Linked DNA regions of Mus musculus: all the other regions are linked to region 1. The links are chromatin contacts, called in public HiChIP or PLAC-seq and Micro-C maps. All regions are on one chromosome and are shown on one strand. Each heading gives the region's core, a stretch centred on a gene start, on an enhancer-like site or on the middle of the called end of the contact. The rest is flanking DNA. Distances are from core to core; before and after follow the strand shown.

The links. Hi-C and Micro-C count contacts between places; a contact is called where the count stands out from the background. HiChIP or PLAC-seq counts read pairs in DNA pulled down with a chosen protein or histone mark.
Region 2: a contact with region 1 is called in a Micro-C map of embryonic fibroblasts, with 4 times the contacts expected there. The contact joins two enhancer-like sites.
Region 3: a contact with region 1 is called in an H3K27ac HiChIP or PLAC-seq map of embryonic fibroblasts, with 3 times the contacts expected there. The contact joins two enhancer-like sites. A contact is called at or near these places in 3 of 484 Hi-C or Micro-C datasets (adipose-derived mesenchymal stem cells, myocytes and tail fibroblasts) and 1 of 115 datasets of contacts at active chromatin or transcription factors (embryonic fibroblasts).

Annotation. Positions count from the first base shown.
Region 1 is chr2:117,651,205-117,654,241 of GRCm38.p6, forward strand. No RefSeq gene overlaps it. Among named protein-coding and RNA genes, the nearest start is that of Gm32210, 52 kb to the right of the region's middle. Within about 2 kb of position 1,562, at least 22 of the 459 cell types and tissues checked have an H3K27ac peak or open chromatin away from gene starts, as enhancers often do. A contact at or near this core is called in embryonic fibroblasts, where this site is marked.
Region 2 is chr2:117,998,323-118,001,359 of GRCm38.p6, forward strand. All of the region lies in intron 8 of Gm13986 (predicted gene 13986), which reads right to left. Among named protein-coding and RNA genes, the nearest start is that of Gm25308, 78 kb to the right of the region's middle. Within about 2 kb of position 1,534, at least 26 of the 459 cell types and tissues checked have an H3K27ac peak or open chromatin away from gene starts, as enhancers often do. A contact at or near this core is called in embryonic fibroblasts, where this site is marked.
Region 3 is chr2:117,949,606-117,952,642 of GRCm38.p6, forward strand. The region is part of intron 8 of Gm13986 (predicted gene 13986); the gene reads right to left. Among named protein-coding and RNA genes, the nearest start is that of Gm25308, 130 kb to the right of the region's middle. Within about 2 kb of position 1,551, at least 50 of the 459 cell types and tissues checked have an H3K27ac peak or open chromatin away from gene starts, as enhancers often do. A contact at or near this core is called in embryonic fibroblasts, where this site is marked.

The sequences.
Region 1 (3,037 bases), core at 312-2,811:
TCGTAGCCATGAAGGTAGAGAGTTATGTTGAACTGTCAACAAAACAGGCCAAGTTCGCTCTATTAGTAGTGATTGAAGGGATGAAAGAGAAGCTGTGTGGTTTTCTTTTGCTTTTTGTTTTTTGTTTTGTTTTCTTTTCTTTTGTTTTATAGGTAGCTTGCTGTATTTTAACGACTTTAACTCAGAATAGGGTTTTGTAGGAAACAAACAGACTTGAACATACATTCCACTAATTAAAAGATCAACGTTTTATTTGTTCAGTGGGCCAGTGTCTTTCCTGTGTTTTTGACCATGACCCACAGTAAAAGCTATGCCTAACATAATTACACATCCCCACATTTAAATTCCAGAATTTTAAGCATTTCATAAATTAATAATTGTTATACTAATAATTGCCCAGACTTTGCTTGAGAATGCTCTCATATTAAACATAGGAGAGTAAAAAGAGCTATTAGACTTCCTTTGGTACAGATCATAAACTCATGGCAGGGAGTCATTCAAGACGTTATTCGCATGACTCAGAACAGGAGGCACAAAGTAAAAATGTGATTCTGTTTTAAGCTCATTATCAGCCCAATTATTAACTTTGTCAAGATACATAATTGCCCTATGTCTGGTTTACTGCCAATGATCAACAATTACCTACAATCTCCTTGGCATTTATGTCAAATATATCATATGGTTTCTAAATTAAAACCACTGGAAACATAGGTAAAGGGGCTATTGTGAAGGCTCACAGTGGAAAGATAGCTGAGTTATGATCTAACTTCTCAGCAAGCTGGGCAGAGTACAAATGTTAAGCTTCTCTCCCTTTGGTCTTCAGTTAATGATGGATGGAACTTTGGGATTTAAGGAACACTGTACTGATTCTGAACTCTGTGTTCTAAAGCATGATCTTCACATTTGTTAATAGTGTGTGGAAGAGTCAAGATTCCTGAGTGAAGGCTGTTAATGAGAGTAAACTCTCACCATTCTCTAATGTTTTTCTCCAAATATTCAAACTCTATTTTACATGGAAATGCATTCCACACACACATGGAATGCCATGTCAGACACAGAGCCTCATGACTCTCCTCCTCAGCCTTTCCTGGAATTTCTATTGTTCTTTTACAGGACTGGGAAGCTCCTGTCCCTAAGCCAAGGATGTTTCCCACCTCTGGTTGGGATCAGCAGGACACCAGCTGTTCTACAATTACACTGGAGAGTGAAAGAAAAATCCAGTCAGAGCTGAGCTTGACCATGGGATGCAGAACTTGGCTGACAGTGAATGCAGAGTCCAGTCAACCAGCAGGTCAGAGGTGGAGTCCAGAGTTATGATAGAATCCCACTCTTCCCATTTCTGTCTGTGGACTTTTCCTGGGCCCTTGCCAGCCTGAAAGTAGGTAGCAGGCAATGATTGTTCTGAAATAGTTATGTTAAAAAAGTTGATTTGTGAGATTTATTTGACTATGAAACTCTGAGTGTGAAACCAGTCAACAGATCCATCCCCATAAGAAGTCAGAGGGTTCTTCAATGCCCTGGCTTGGCTCAGCAGCTCCCCCACAGCCATTTGAATGCATTCCTATTGGTGAAAATGCATGACTACTTCCATTTCCAGCAGCCACAGGGGATGGCTTTACCTTGCTAAGCAGCTCACAAAGAACAAAGGAATTTGTCCCATGCCTGTGAGGACTTTAGCTATGAAATAGCAGCCTGTTTGGCTCAGGCGAAAGGTGCTGTAAGTTACAGTCACTGTAGCCAAGTTTCCCCCAAAGCCTTTGCTCACTTTGACAGCTACCTTCCTGGTTATGTGGCTTCATTCATTCCGCCACCAGTTATCAGGATTTATCTGCATTGTTGGCATTCCTTCTGACCTGTGGCCTCTGTTCATTTGATGGGCATCTGATGGGGGCAGGCGTTAGTGAAGAGAGATGTCCAGGCTATGCTGGCTTTGACGAGTGAGAACTAAAGTAGCAAGTTTCCCCTCCAGAGGGAAATCTGTGCCCACTGCTGTGAGGATCACGTTAGGCACTTAGAGGAATGGGAAGGGAAGTGATTCCTGGGACACACACTCTGGCAGTGGGTACTTGAGAAAATCATTCCCTATGCATTTCCTGTGTTTAGCTAAAATTCAAGAGGAGACTGACAGGTGAGACCAAGAGCAGACATGGGAAGGATGCGTTCAAACCATGTTATTTAAATGTTAGGTAATTGTTCACTACTTATAATGTCTTCATTATGCTCAGTTGTCATTGTAATTTGGGCAAGATGCTATTGCTAAATAGCTAAGATTTAAATAACAGTATCCTTAAAGAACATTTTCCCACAGACCCTTAGTTGTCCTACAACTTACTATGTAGATCAGGCTGAGCTCCACAGAGATCCACCTGTCTAGAGAACATAGACTTAAAGCACATTTCTTTTTTGAAAAAAAAATTTATGTTGAGTGTATGCTTTCACATAGTGTGTGAAGAAGCACAGGTTGATACTGGGGACCTTCCTCAATCTTCTTCCTCCTCCGTCTCCTCCCACCTTCTCCTCATTCTTTTCTTCCTCTTTCTCCTCTTCTTTCTCTTTCTTTCTTTCTTTCTTTCTTTCTTTCTTTCTTTCTTTCTTTCTTTCTTTCTTTCTCTCTCTCTCCCTCTCTCTTCCTCCCTCCCTCTCCTTCCCTCTCTTTCTTTCTTTCTTTCTTTCTTTCTCTCTCTCTCTCTCTCTCTCTCTTTCTTTCTTTCTTTCTTTCTTTCTCCCTTTCTTCCTCCCTCTCTCTCTTTTCTCTCTCTCTCTCTTTCTTCTTCTTCTTCTTCTTCTTCTTCTTCTTCTTCTTCTTCTTCTTCTTCTTCTTCTTCTTCTTCTTCTTCTCCTTCTCCTTCTCCTTCTCCTTCTCCTTCTCCTCCTTCTCCTTCTCCTTCTCCTCCTCCTCCTCCTCCTCCTCCTCCTCCTCCTCCTCCTCCTCCTCCTCCTCCTCCCCGTCCCCATCCCCTCCCCCTTTCATTGAACCTGAAGTTTACTGATTTGGGCAAAGCTGCATCACCACCTAGCCAGATCTGAGTTCACAGGC
Region 2 (3,037 bases), core at 284-2,783, 350 kb after region 1:
ATCAATAGGAAAACTGAACTTCAGACTACAAATGGATGAGCTCAAATATGGAACCTAGTCTAACTACAGAATCCACTTTGTTCCACTTCAATGTTTCTAAACAGCAAGTGAAGAAAAGAGAAAGGGAAAAAGAAAGACACGATATCAAACTCACATGCATGAGATGTTATTGTCTTAATTGATCAACTTCAGCTCATCTTTTAATATTCAGAAATGTCTCAGTCACAGGTGAGGTGCTGTAAGATAGTCGCACTAACTCCCAGCCTGTGGAATCCAGCCTCTCAGAGTCACCCCACCCCCCATTCTATACTCTAATGTTCTCTCTAAAGCATCTATAGCCACACACTCTGAAAACAGAACTAGATTCCAAGAGCATCTTTTAGCTTCCCAGGTGATGGATGGCAATGAGGAGCTGCTGTGTGGTACCCAAGATGCCCTCTTGAATACTCAGTAAAAGCAAACAACGTATCTTATACACTGTCTTAGTCATGGTTTCTATTCCTGCACAAACATCATAACCAAGAAGCAAGTTGGGGAGGAAAGGGTTTATTCCGCTTACACCTCCATACTGCTGTTCATCATCAAAGGAAGTCAGGACTGGAACTCAAGCAGGTCAGAAAGCAGGAGCTGATGCAGAAGCCATGGAGGGATGTTCTTTACTGGCTTGCTTCCCCTGCCTTGCTCAGTCTGCTCTCTTATAAAACCAAGACTACCAGCCCAGAGATGGTCCCACCCACAAGGGGCCTTTCCCCCTTGATCACTAATTGAGAAAATGCCTTACAGTTGGATCTCATGGAGGCATTTCCTCAACTGAAGCTCCTTTCTCTGTGATAACTCCAGCTGTGTCAAGTTGACACAAAACTAGCCAATACATACACACACACATGTACACACACATGCACACACACACAAACAAACAAATCCAAATACGTTTCTTGGCTGCTATCTTAAAGCTTACTTCTATCCCCAATTTCTGGGAAGATTATTCCTACATTGTGCCCTTAGGAGGAGGTGTCCTATACACACCTAAGTTGTAAACTCCTCCACCATGGATAACACACCACCTGGAGATGACTCGGGGAGTGGAGAGGTTTTCTCTCAATGTCCACCTTCCCACATAATTTGTAACCTGATACTTGACCAGCCTTTAATTCCATCATAGATTCTGCTTTCCAGCCATCTTATAAATAAACACACCTAGTTCAAAGAGGTGGGTTTTTTTTTAAGATAACAGAAAAGATACCTTTATTTAATAATCTTCACACCTAGGTACTATATAACCTGGACATTTTATCCTACTTAAAACAGACAATATTTCCACTGGAAAACTAAATAGTCACTGCTCAGAGCCTGAGGCATTGGGAAGAGAGATTAGAGGAGAGAAAGGCAAGTGTTAAACACTAAGGCAAGAGGAAATGAAATAACCTCCCAGCATCTTAGCCCCAGAAGCTGCCGTGAGCCTGTCTGGGGCCTCAGCCACAGGAAACGCCAAGGCTATTACTCGCCTTCACCATTGGGTTGTGTTTTATTGCTATTCATTAAGGAGATCGTTCCCATCAGCCTTATCATCCCCTTCTTGGCTCTCCGTCCGTTTGAGTCAGACCTGAAACATTTACCTTCACAAAGACTGTCCAATCTTTTGTCTAGACACATACAACTTCTACTAGAACTCTGCTGAGCAGGGTCAGAGAAAAAGCTGGTAAACACATAGACTTTATGTGGCAGCTGACCAGTGTGGACATAGAAGTAAGAACAGAGGAGACAGAAAAGGGGGGTGGGGGAGCTAGAAATATAAGTGTGCAGGGGAGCTGAAAACACAATGAACCCTCTTTGATTGAAAAGACTGAGCAGAGAATTTAGAGGACCTTTGAAAGAGCTTACAAATCTCCACTGCAACTTGGTCTCAAAGACCTCCAGGACCTTTGCTCATTCTGTTGCCTCTGCCAGGATGGCTGTAGTCCTCATCTTGCCCTCCTTTTCCTGCAGCCAACTTTTCTTTATTCTGCAAGTTGTATTCTAAAGTCTGTGTCCTCAGGAAAAACGTTTCTAGCTAATAGCTCAGGTAGACTGCCAGTGTATCATCTCATGACTTTGCCAGTAAAGACTCACAGCACTGTAATTAAAGGGTGATGTCTACATGGCTATTTGGAGAATGACTACCTAGGGTCATTAGTTGCTGAGTGTTTTCTAAATTGTCTTATAATGCACCTAATTGCAATTTCTAAGTGGTACTATTACAAAAGCAGTGTACATGGTTACACTAAATAATTAATGTTATCTCCCTGGCTAGATTTTCAACTCCTTGATGGCACAATTGTTTAGGCCTGTATATCTTTGGATGCCTACCCACAACCTAACACTGCATCCAACATGTAGTTGGAGACCAAAATGCTACATGTTACATGAGAGTGATCTGTAGGGCTCCCAATATAAAAGGGGAGAAGACAGTGAGAAGTTACCCTAAAGATAGATTGTGCCTATTTAGGATGGACATGTGGCTCCCAACATCACAGTTGCCCCAAAGACTAATAAGAAGCCTGTTCTGATCTAACATCCCCAACACAGATTTGACAGATTCTTATTCTAATGCTGCTTTGATGGGCAAAGAAGAAAAAACTTAGTAATCTGCTTCATTACACAATGGTAGAAACACATAAATACTTTTGTTTTTCTACAATGTTAGCATTTTTAGTAACAGCAAATTCACAAAATAGGATGGTTTCCTTGGCAGCAATTTCCCAAATCATGCTACTTTCTTTGATAACCAACCAAGACAAACCTAGGTTCTTTTATTCCAATCTTAATTACTAATACTAACTTTAAGACTGCACATTCATTACACATCACACAGTTAATATACCCATATATGCATATGTATAAATTCCTATATAAAGGATGAGGAAGATGCAGCAGACTTTAAAAAGTTTCAAAGAATCCTGAGGGGCTGAAGCTGGGGACTAATTGAGCTTTAAAGATAGTATCTTTGAGAACAAGATAACAAACCTAGGCTGGGATGATGATAATGATGATGACTACG
Region 3 (3,037 bases), core at 301-2,800, 300 kb after region 1:
TTTCATAATAAGAGACCAACAAGACATAACAACTGCATGTCACACAATTCTGATGAGCCCCACACCAGAAAGAAAAAAACATAGACATGAATAATGTCCCTGGGGCGCTGACAACTTTTGAAAGTGGATGGGGACTAGACACTGAGATGCTAGCCACTGTCAGTCTCCACACTCAGATATTTGTTCTCAGTCCAAAGGAGAGAGTTCCTTGTTAGGAAGTAAACAAATAAAAGAAAAGATGAGCAATGTCTCCAACTTAGGGGGGAAATTACCTTTGGTTCCTTGGAAAGGACAATTTTTTTAAAGGTTTGTAGAAGAGCCAATGACACTAGACACAGTATTTTTTATATGAAGTTTTCATAGAGGAAACATATCTAAAATGTCTTATTGAAGAAGCAGTAATGAGGAAATAAAGAGAGGAAGAATGCACACCCAGAGACAGAGACAGAGAAGATAGAGAGCAGACGAAAGAGAGAAGAAAAAGAAAATGCACTGGCAACCTAAGCAAGAAAAAAGGATGCAAAAAATCCCATGCTTTTGAGTTCTACATTTCTAAAATTAAAAATTACAGAAAAACAAAAGCAGAGAGATGGGAGGGGAGGCATCAGCAAAAGGAGGAATAACAAGGAAATGTCTGCATTGTATAGGGATCACTCACACTGTTGCCTCTGCAACAAAGTCCACTGTGTGACTCTTTCATTTACACAGGGCTTGTAGTGTCCCACTTGGATCTCTCACAATTGAGAGTATCACACACACACACACACACACACACACACACACACACACACACCTTGCTTTACAGAGAACAGAGCAGAACAGAGGTATCCAACAGCAGTTAAGTTCTAAAGTAAAATGCATTAAAATATGCTTAAAATATAAAAGTACCTGAGACTGTTATAAATATTCTCTCATGGAGACTTCTACAACCTCAACAAAGATCTCTGAAAAGAAAGTTCAAGAACAAAGAGATTAAAATAGTCTCCGTTCATTGATTGATGATTTCAGTGTGCCAGGCACTGGTGGCATTAAGCCAGTTGTAACCTCTGTGTGTAGTGAACTAGAAAAGAGAGGATTTTAAAACTCACCTCTAAGTGTACTAAGATATCGTGGTCTTATTACAAATTACCATCCTTTATAAGTTTTTTCATTTTCTGTCATTTATCACTTTATAGCTTCCTGCTAGCCACCAATGACTGTATAACTCCATGACAAGAAAGTAGGTGTGCACAGTCCATCTGTACAGCCAGGTGTGCTAAGACAGCAAAAAGCTCCCCAGGAACACTGCAACAGGAGGATGACTGTGGGCCCTGCTCTCTTGCCCCAGGTTTAGACAGACTGAGCTGTCCTTGTGGCAGTCGCTCCCTGGATTAATTAACTCAGAATTAACTCTCAATGGCAATTCAGATTTCTGCTTTTAATTTCCCCCTGTGCTGAAAAATAAATAGGTCTAACCACATTTCCAGGCTCCTTTGCATGGGCTTTCTGTGCCTTATAGCAGGGCAAGACTCGCTGGGAAACATCTGGACCACCTCCAAGTGGGTATTTAGTTTCTTTGTTGTTGTTCAGGATAACCTAGCTAACCGCAGGCCTTCTCCACCACCACACTGCAATGTACCTGAACTAGAGCCAAGATGCCATCCCACAAGATGTACATGAGAAATGAAAAAGAAAGAAGAAAATGAGAAAGGAAAGAGCCAGGGAAAGGAATAAAAATTGTGAATATTTTCTCATTATACATTTTCCTCTCCTGACTTCACAAAAACGTGCAGACCTCGAGTGCACTGTCCTATTTGGGAATACCTCTGCTCTCTGCCCAGCCCAAGAAGATTATAGGATTATTAGCATGAGGTACATTCCTGGGATCCCAATCCCTGGGGCACATGCACAGGCTTTCAGCTTTGGGAGGGAAGTGGGGGCAGGGTGACAAATGCCTTTGGGGGTGTCTGAAGACATGCAGATGGCTTTCACAGGCTTGTGCCAACCTGTGGTTTGTACACTTCCTGCCTTATCCATACCAACTCTGTGCCAACCTCTTTCCCCCACACACCCCAAAATAAGTTAGTTTCTGCTCACTCAAGCAGTACAGGCTTGAAATTTTCTAGGTTATTTATTTATTTTCTTATATTCTTCTCTCACACATTACATTTTGAATGCAGTTTGCCCTCCATCCACTAATCCCAGTCCCTCTCCTCCCTTCTTTTCTCCTTCAGATCCACTCCTCTTCCATTTCCCTTTAACAAAAATGAGCAGGCATCCCAGGGATATCCTCCCTACATGGCCTAACAAGACACAACAAAGCTAGACCTAAACCCTCATATCAAGGCTGGATGAGGCAAGCCAGTAGGAGGAAAAGGGTCCCAAGCACAAGCAAAAGAGTCAGACACTCCTCACTGCCACTGTTAGAAGTTCAACAAAACACCAAGCTACACAAACATAAAGTATCAAAATTCTAACATAGACCTTGAAAGATCAATTCTCAATTTCATATGGAAAAATAAAAAACCCAGGATAGCAAAATAATAATAATAATAATAATCCTATATAATAAAAGAGCTTCTCAGGGTATCACAATCCCTGATCTCAAGCTGTACTACAGAGCAATAGTAATAAAAATGCATGGTATTGGCATTAAAAAAGATAAATTAAGGGAATAGAATTGAAGACCCCAAAACAAATCCACATACCTACAGATACTTGGTTTTTGACAAAGAAGCCAAAACCATACAAAGGAACAAAGAAAGTGTCTTTAACAAATGGTGCTGGTCTAACTAGTTGTCTGTAGAGGAAAATGCAAATTTTGTACAACCACTCCGGAAATCAGTCTGGCAGTTTCTCAGAAAATTGGGAATAGTTCTACCTTAAGACCCAGTTATACTACTCCTGGGTATGTTACCCAAAAGATGCTCTACCATCCCACAAGGACACTTTCTCAACTATGTTCATAGCAGCCTTGGGCATAATAGGCAGAAACTGAAACAACCCAGATGTCCCTCAACCAAAAAATAGAACACTGCTCAGCTATTAAAAACAAGGA